Regions from separate parts of the Mus musculus genome. Here region 1 is linked to region 2. The links are chromatin contacts, called in public HiChIP or PLAC-seq maps. All regions are on one chromosome and are shown on one strand. The core of a region is the stretch at or near the end of the contact, and the rest is flanking DNA. Distances in the headings are between cores, read along the strand shown.

Region 1 (3,817 bases), core at 397-2,896, 760 kb after region 2:
GCGGTGCAGTGAGGAACACCAGGCTCTGGAAGAACTCAGGGTGCCCTAGGGAAACAGTTTCGGCAAGCTTTGACCTGCATCCAACACCCAGAGGATTCTTCAGACTAAAGTGCCTGACCTGAGCCTAGAGCAATTGACTAAGACCTTACCAGTCGACTCTCTCTGGAGCTTTCCTGAGTCCGCCCTCTAGCACCAGCTTTGGGGACCCCTCGGGGAAGCCTGTAGAACTAGGGTCCTCACTGTGCTCTCTCAGCAGTTCAGTTCCAATCTGCCTTGTGGAAACATCCAGACACCCTCTGAGCAGGGATGCTGATGGAGCTGATCCAGGTCATCCATGCTTTCAGCCAGAAGACCAGGATGCCTCTTATCACCCCAGTGGGACTCAGAGAATATTTTAAAAAGAGACTCCTTGCCTGTGGGATTCTGCCTAGGTCCTCTGTCCATGTGATATGGATGAGTAGCTTGGTGTTGAGCTTATGGGAATCCTAACAGTTGGAGTGGCTGACTCTTGTCTATCCATGGGACCCTTTTCTGCCTGCTGGACCGCCTCACCCAGCCTTGGTGTTATGGTTTGTGCCTGGTCTTAATGAAGCGTGTGGTGCCACATTTAGTTGATACTTCTGGGAGGCCTGCCCTTTTCTAAGGGGAGGTAGAGTGGAAGATCAGTGTGGGGGAGAGAGGAGGAGGAAGGAGGAGGAGGAAGAGGAGGGGGGACTGTAGTTGGGATATATCAAAGAAGAGCAAGGAAGGAAAAAGACAAGAGGCTCCTAGAATGTCTTCTGACGATCAAGTCTGCTTCTGTCTGCAGGGCCAGGAAGCCAGATAAAGAGCGCGTGTTACTGGGGGCCAGTTCTGTTCGGGCATCTGAGCATGACTTTAGAATGGGAATGGATTGGCTCCAGAGAACAGTTTTCCCTCCCAGATATATAGGTGGGCCTCAACCAATCAGTTGCCAGGCTGGAGAGAGCAAAAGGTAGACCCACCTCCCAGTACTAGGGGATCCGTTCTACCTAACGGCTTTGCACTAGGGCATCTAGACTTTCCCTTGTGTCTGAGACTGAACCGAAGGCTTAATGTCTAAGCCTGAAAGTCTAAGATCCAGGGGCCTGTCTGTTTGGTTCTGGTAAAAGACTAACTTGGTTTGCCACATGTTGGCTGACCTCTCTGTCCAGACAAGACACGGAGGGAGAGGGAGGGGCAGAGAAAGAGAGAACGTACTGGGGATACCGCTCTGTTGATAGACTGCTGGCCAGGCCTACACCAAGCCCTGGATTCATTCTGCAGAGTGCCAGCTCTCTGCAGACAGAGGAAGAAGGGTCCGATGGTCAAGATTGTCCTTAACTCCATAGTGAGTTTGAGACCAGCCTGGGCCACATGAGATCCTGTCAGATAAAGGAAGACAGAGACATTTTGTTTCTATAAAGGCGCTAATCCACCCAAGGGACTCCACCATCATGAGCTCACCCCCTCCTAAAGGCCCCCCACTTCCTAATTATTTGCACCAGGGACTTGGGATTCCAAGTTGTGAAAACTTGGGGGGTGACTCATTCAGGCAGCTAGCGATTGACCTTTCTGAGACTCAGGCACAAGGCAACCTCCCTGTTCTCCCTGGGCTCCAGCTCGCCCAGTGCATGAGTCAGCCAGCACCTTGTACAAATGCACCATTTTATTGGCCGTCCAGAGAGCACAGCCTCCCAGGTGGCAAGGGGACTTCTTAGGGAGAGCCTGAGATTCAGTTCATTGGTTAAAATATTTACACTAGTTTAATATTCTTATCTGTTTCAGGTGGGATCTGGCAACTTCTGCCAAGTATGGTCTTCTCGACAACAAACGTTCTTCCTCAGCCCAGTGTCTGTACTCAGCCTTCCTCAGCCTGGCCCCTCGACCTGCTGCATAGACAGCTTAGCCACCAGTGTGTTCTGGAGTCTTTACATCAGCACCCACAGCCACCAGTTCCTAGGTCCACACACGAAACCCAGGCCTCCACAGGTCACGTCTTTCACATCTAGGTCTTCATCCCACAAGGCTTTGGGTGTCCCTGGTGACATTTAAGGTGATCAGGGATGACAGAAGAAAGGAAAACTCCTGGAGAGAGTGTATAAGCACCTGGGACAGGGCTTAGGGACATGCGCTTTAGCTTCTGTAGCCAAAGGATAAGCCATGGGGGCGATGGGTACCAAGCTTCATTTCTAATTCCTTTATTTGTGGGGTTTCTCATGCTTGTAGCCAGAAGATGGAAAAGGCCAGGAAAGCCAAGAAGGCCCTGGGCACTGGATCCCTAGCTAGTAAAGTCACCTCCTCACAGGACGCCTAAGGACACTCACCCTCCTCGCTGGCCTCCCAACTCCGGGACAGTTCCCGGACTCCGAGATATTCCAGGGAAGGTAACAGAGATGGACTGGAGGGCATAGGAGGACAAACTTCCACTGACCATCCAGCCTAGCAAAGCTAGAAGCTGTCAAAAACATAAAAATTCCATTTATAAACAAGATCAAATTATTTGATTGTGAAACCAGGGTCCGTGGAATTTGAAATAATTTAATATGAAACAATATCGTTTGAAATGCTGACCAGCCAAAGACCTGGAGATAGGAGGGAGCTGAATGGTCCTGTGCCCAGACATGGAACCCAGCCTCGGGGAATATCAACAAACCCTTCCTTCAAGGAGCTAGGTTCAGAGTCTGCTATGAGGCTGGCCCAGGCCAGGTTCTGCCAGCAAGCCTGTACCCTGCCATCTTCCTGGAGGGTACAAACTAGACAGTTGGCAAAACTCATACAGTCAGATACTGTCACCAGACAGCAAGGAAGAAATGAGGAGGTGATATGTGAGGACAGGAGGGAGATACGTGCAGAACCTAGGAATATAAGCTGTTAGTCTCAGGGACAGTTGGAGAGGCTATGGGGACTACAGTAGAGCAATAAGCATGGAGCTCAGAGATCAAAGAGGTATGCCCTCGGGAGGACACGCGGGACTCCTGGGCATGTGCAGCCCCGGGTCTGTCGTGTACGGCCAATGTGATGAGCAAGCAAGGTGCTACCACATCCTGGCTCCCTCCTCTGTAGATCAAAAAGAATCACAGACCACTCTCTCTGAGTCTCAAGAGGCTCAGCTGTCATTCCTGTAACATCCCAGAGCTGTGGTTCCAGGTAGGCAGAGCCCCTTCCAGGGAGAGCATGGGATGCAGGCAATACTATCTACAGATCCCTGCAGCTAGAAGCAGCAGACAAAGCCCTTCAGCCTGGCTAGTGCCTTTGCAGTATATGGGGTTGGGCTAGCTCAGGATCCTGTACATAGTCTAGCCTCGGTAATGGGAGTGGGCCCCTTGGGCCTCAGAGGAAGGTACAGGTATATATAACCCTTGAAGCTGGTGAGTCTGGAAGGGACAGTGAAGGCAAGACTCAGAGGGGCTTGATGCCCCAGCCCTCTGCCCCTGCAGAAACACTGCTAGGCTAGGAATCTTTCAGGAGTGTAATAGCAAGAAAAACAAATCCAAGAAATCCAGACAACACACGTGCAGACGGGAACTTTTATGTCAGCTCCAAAAACCCGGGTGGGCTTGTAACACAGTGGGGAGATGCAGGCTCGCTGTGTTTAGAAAACTCAAGCTGGCCTTGTCACATGAGGGGAACGCAAAGTCCATCATCCTAAACAGGACTCCTACAGCAGAACAGGCCGCCACTCCCTGTATGTCCTCCAGTCTCTGTGCCCAAGACCTTCTGGCTAATGAGTACAGTCTTAAAAGCCCCATCTGAATGCAGAATCACTGGTGTCTGTCCCTGCCACTTCTGGCTGAGCTCAACCATCCCGCCTGGGGCA
Region 2 (3,634 bases), core at 48-2,547:
CCCACTGTTGCTCTCTGGGCCAATCTGTAGCTTTACTCTAGGAACCTCCCCAGTGAAAGAGAGAGTCTCATTTTCCCTAAGGAACAGCCAGGATTGTGTCTGTAGCCTTGGCAGGATAAGGACAGGGAGGTGACAGATCCTGTCTAGACCTGGCCATGATGGTAGAAGATCTGTCAATAAAGAGTTGTGCCCCCCCCACACACACTCTTCTTAGATGAGGGGAGAATAGAGGCATTGCTTCTTCTCATAGTCAGCCCAGACAGGAGGATAGGGATGGATAGACAAACAGACTGTCTGCCCAAGGTCCTTGGTGAAGGAAGCATTGGGGAAGAACAAGGGTCTTATGGGACTAGGAGATGGAAGGCATGAGCAAGCAGGTGGTATTTAGGGGCATAGGTAGAGACAGGACAGTCCCTGCAAGATCCCCAATGTGTGGCAGAGCCAAGTACATATGGAGGGGACCCTCTGGAGGGCATGCAGCGGGGTCTGGGATGAAGTTGGGCTACAGAAAAGCATAGAAGTCTCTAATACAGCTGCCAGGGGCCACGAAGTTCCTGGCTCCCTGGCCCTGCCACCCATCTGTCCCAACTCTGCAACTTCAGTGGCCACAGGAAGCACAGGCCTTCCCTGGCCTCAGAACCAGTCATGAGGTTTTTTTTCCTCAGAGTAGTGTTGTAGTTGAATCCCTTAACTGTCGGTTACTGCTCCCCACACAGACAGTTTATTAAAAACTGGGCCAAGTTAAAAATACTGGCATCGAGGAAGTACAGGCACCCCAAACTACCAGAAAGCCGCAGCTCCTCCCAGGGGAATCCCTGCCCACGGCCTGTGTGTAGCCCAGCTGGCAGGCAACCTGCCAGCTCCACGGAAGGGGACAGAACAGCCCCTCCCAGCTGCTCCAGCTCTGTTCTGCCTGAACTGAACACCAGCCTGGGACCAGGCCCGGCACCCCTGGGTGCTAAAGAGGTCTGGACTGGGGCCAGATGGAACCCCTCCCCACCTTGAAGTGAAGGCAGGGTTAAACACATTCACATACCCACCCGCCACCCATTTCTTAGCACTGAGATCCACTCCAGGGATAAGGAACAGGACTCTGTAGAGAAGTCCCTAGAAGGGGGTCCTGTCTGGCATGGGAGGGACTGAGGGGTAGCTACCAGATGAGACTCTCTGGTAGCCCCAAAAAGACCCCTTTGATGGTCACAACAAGAGAGATATACCTTTCCTGTAGAGTGAGTATTCTCCCTAGCTCTCCGCCCACACATTACACACTAAATCAACAAATGCTCTCTGGGCCCCAACGGTGTGTCCAGGATACAGATGAGAACCGGGCACCAGCTAGATCTTTCAGAGGCTCTGGATACTTCCCAGTGCGCAAAGTGGCTCACTAGCCTCCGAGGCAGAGCGTGACAAACGCCAGGTTCTGTGTAAATAAAATCAATGCGAAACCACTTTGAAAGTTAAAAGCACAATTAACGCCCAAGTGTGCCTACTACAAGGCCAGTGGCAGAGAGTATCCAACAGGCTGGGCTCCGCAGCATGGCTGTTCTCTTTGCCAGTGGCACCAGAGGACAGATGGAAGGGGCTCACGGTACATTGACTCACTGCCCGTGTCGTTCCCCCCCACCCCCAGCCCCTCCTCACCCCTGCAAATGCTGCAGACTCAATTAAAGAGCTCGTGGAAGTGTCGGTTCAAATCCTAGTCTCCCTAACTCGCCAGAAACTCTCAGAGGAGCAGGCTGCATTTGCCTCATTCAATTAATCATGTAGGTGCTGGATCATCACCTGCAGCCTCTTCAGCCCACAAACACCCTTGGGTCCCTCTTACAGTTAAGTGAAGGCCTAGGCTCCCACGCACGCACTCACTTAGACATTAAACTGTGCATAGTCTCTGCATCCTGGAGCCCTTGGCTACCTGTCTCCATCTTTTGCTTTTTTCCCTGTGGCCACAGTTGGTCCTCTCCTTTTCTGCATCTCCCTACAGTCCCAATCACACAGCGTCTATGTTTTCATTTTCTTAATCGATGTCCCTACGACATTGGGGACCTACGAGGAGTGCCTCCTTCACTCTCTCTGGGTGTCTGGAGTCCCGTTGGGTTTTTTTGGTTTGTTTGTTTGTTTGTTTGTTTGTTTGTTTTTTCATGAAAAGGATTGAAGAAGGGTGCTTAGGGACACCAGGCAAGGAGCCAGTCGTATGAGCGGCTGACACTTGGCCAAAACGGAGACTGGAACACAGTCGTTAAGGGCACTTGATGCTTTTGCAGTTCTTGGTTCAGTTCCCAGCACCCGTGTGGTGGTTCAAGATCCAACACCTTTTTTTTTTTTCCCTGTCCTCCTTGGGCACCAGGCTCTTATGTGGTGAACACATATGCACACTTAGGAATAACACAAAACCCAGGAAAGTCCCGTGGGCTTCTCTAACTTGCAAAGCCTCCACCCCTGACCCTTTGTGTCTAGACCTGGTGAACTTGGCCATCACCTGGGATGGAGGTCAGATCCTGTGAGCTGGAGCTTCCTCCACTGAAGCACATAGCTTCTCTACTAGCTTTGAGTTTCCAGCCCAGGTACTGATACCCCCTAGGCCTGTAGGGTAACTGGGCCTGCTGTCATCTGTCTGTTTTTTTTTTTTCACCTCACCCACTTTGCTGTAAATAGTCTCTCTAATAAGCTCTCTCTGATCTCACCATCTTGCATGAACCATCTGTCTTGTGCTGAGCCCTGCCTGGGAGGCCCTGATTCACACAGACCTCCCCAGTCTTGCCTCTTAGCTCACAGGGTCTGTTAACTCTCGCTGTCAAGCAGGGAGATTGGGCCCGGATCTCCAGAAGTGGATGCTGGCCTGTAGAGTCCATTTTAGATCCTAGGTGCTGGTTCTAGAGGCCTTGGGTCCAGGTCTTGGCTGGTAGGTTGCCGACTTGATTTGTTATCAGACTTTCCACAGTGCTCTCTCACCCTGCCAGCAGCGGAGTATTTTGTCAGAGGCCAGACTCCTTGAAAAAGTGCTCATCAGAGGCCAGAGGCTTCACATTCACTGAAAAGCAACCCCCTCCAGCTCCCCCCCCCCATCTCATGACCCCCATGCCCTTGCTGGCTTCCTGTTCCTTGGCCTGTACCAAATCTTAAAGATGCTGTCAACAAGAAAACAAACCAAGCAAACCCAGACAGTGTGGAGATGGGGCGCCCACATGCCACACCAGGATGAGGGAGAGGGAAGGTCAGGGGTTGGGTCTTGTTGCTGCCCCTCAGGCTGGGAGTCAGAATGGAGTAAAATACAGTTGGAAATAATTGGCCCGTTACAGGGAGGTAACGAAAAGCCGTTGAAAAGAAACTTACGGAGGAATCAATGTAAGGCTGAAGGCAACTCTTCCTAGTGAAGAGAAGCTCACTTGCTTAAAGGACAGCTTCTGAGGGGCCCTGTCTCCCCAAGCAAGCCCAGGACTTCCCTATTGATTCTTTCATAAGACGTTGCAATTCGATTCCACACAAACTTAACGAGAACCTACTGTGCACTAAATTCATAGCTTGGAGCCCCGAGAAAGCTAATTTTCCTCCTAAGTCTGGCTCATCTGTGGGAGAGCTAAGGGAGACTTCACTGCTCTGCGGCAAAGCCTCTCTGATCCTTGCTTGCTATCATGGT

Evidence for each region. HiChIP or PLAC-seq counts read pairs in DNA pulled down with a chosen protein or histone mark.
Region 1: a contact with region 2 is called in an HNF4G HiChIP or PLAC-seq map of pancreatic cancer cells. The contact joins two enhancer-like sites. A contact is called at or near these places in 4 of 39 promoter capture datasets (the 3T3-L1 cell line, embryonic stem cells, hippocampal neurons and 1 more), 1 of 484 Hi-C or Micro-C datasets (embryonic stem cells), 5 of 115 datasets of contacts at active chromatin or transcription factors (the NIH/3T3 cell line, embryonic forebrain, embryonic hindbrain and 2 more) and 1 of 9 other capture datasets (adipose tissue).

What each region holds. Positions count from the first base shown.
Region 1 is chr12:110,199,500-110,203,316 of GRCm38.p6, forward strand. No RefSeq gene overlaps it. Among named protein-coding and RNA genes, the nearest start is that of Gm40575, 3.5 kb to the right of the region's middle. Within about 2 kb of position 1,647, at least 12 of the 459 cell types and tissues checked have an H3K27ac peak or open chromatin away from gene starts, as enhancers often do. A contact at or near this core is called in pancreatic cancer cells, where this site is marked.
Region 2 is chr12:109,440,759-109,444,392 of GRCm38.p6, forward strand. No RefSeq gene overlaps it. Among named protein-coding and RNA genes, the nearest start is that of Dlk1, 11 kb to the right of the region's middle. Within about 2 kb of position 1,298, at least 73 of the 459 cell types and tissues checked have an H3K27ac peak or open chromatin away from gene starts, as enhancers often do. A contact at or near this core is called in pancreatic cancer cells, where this site is marked.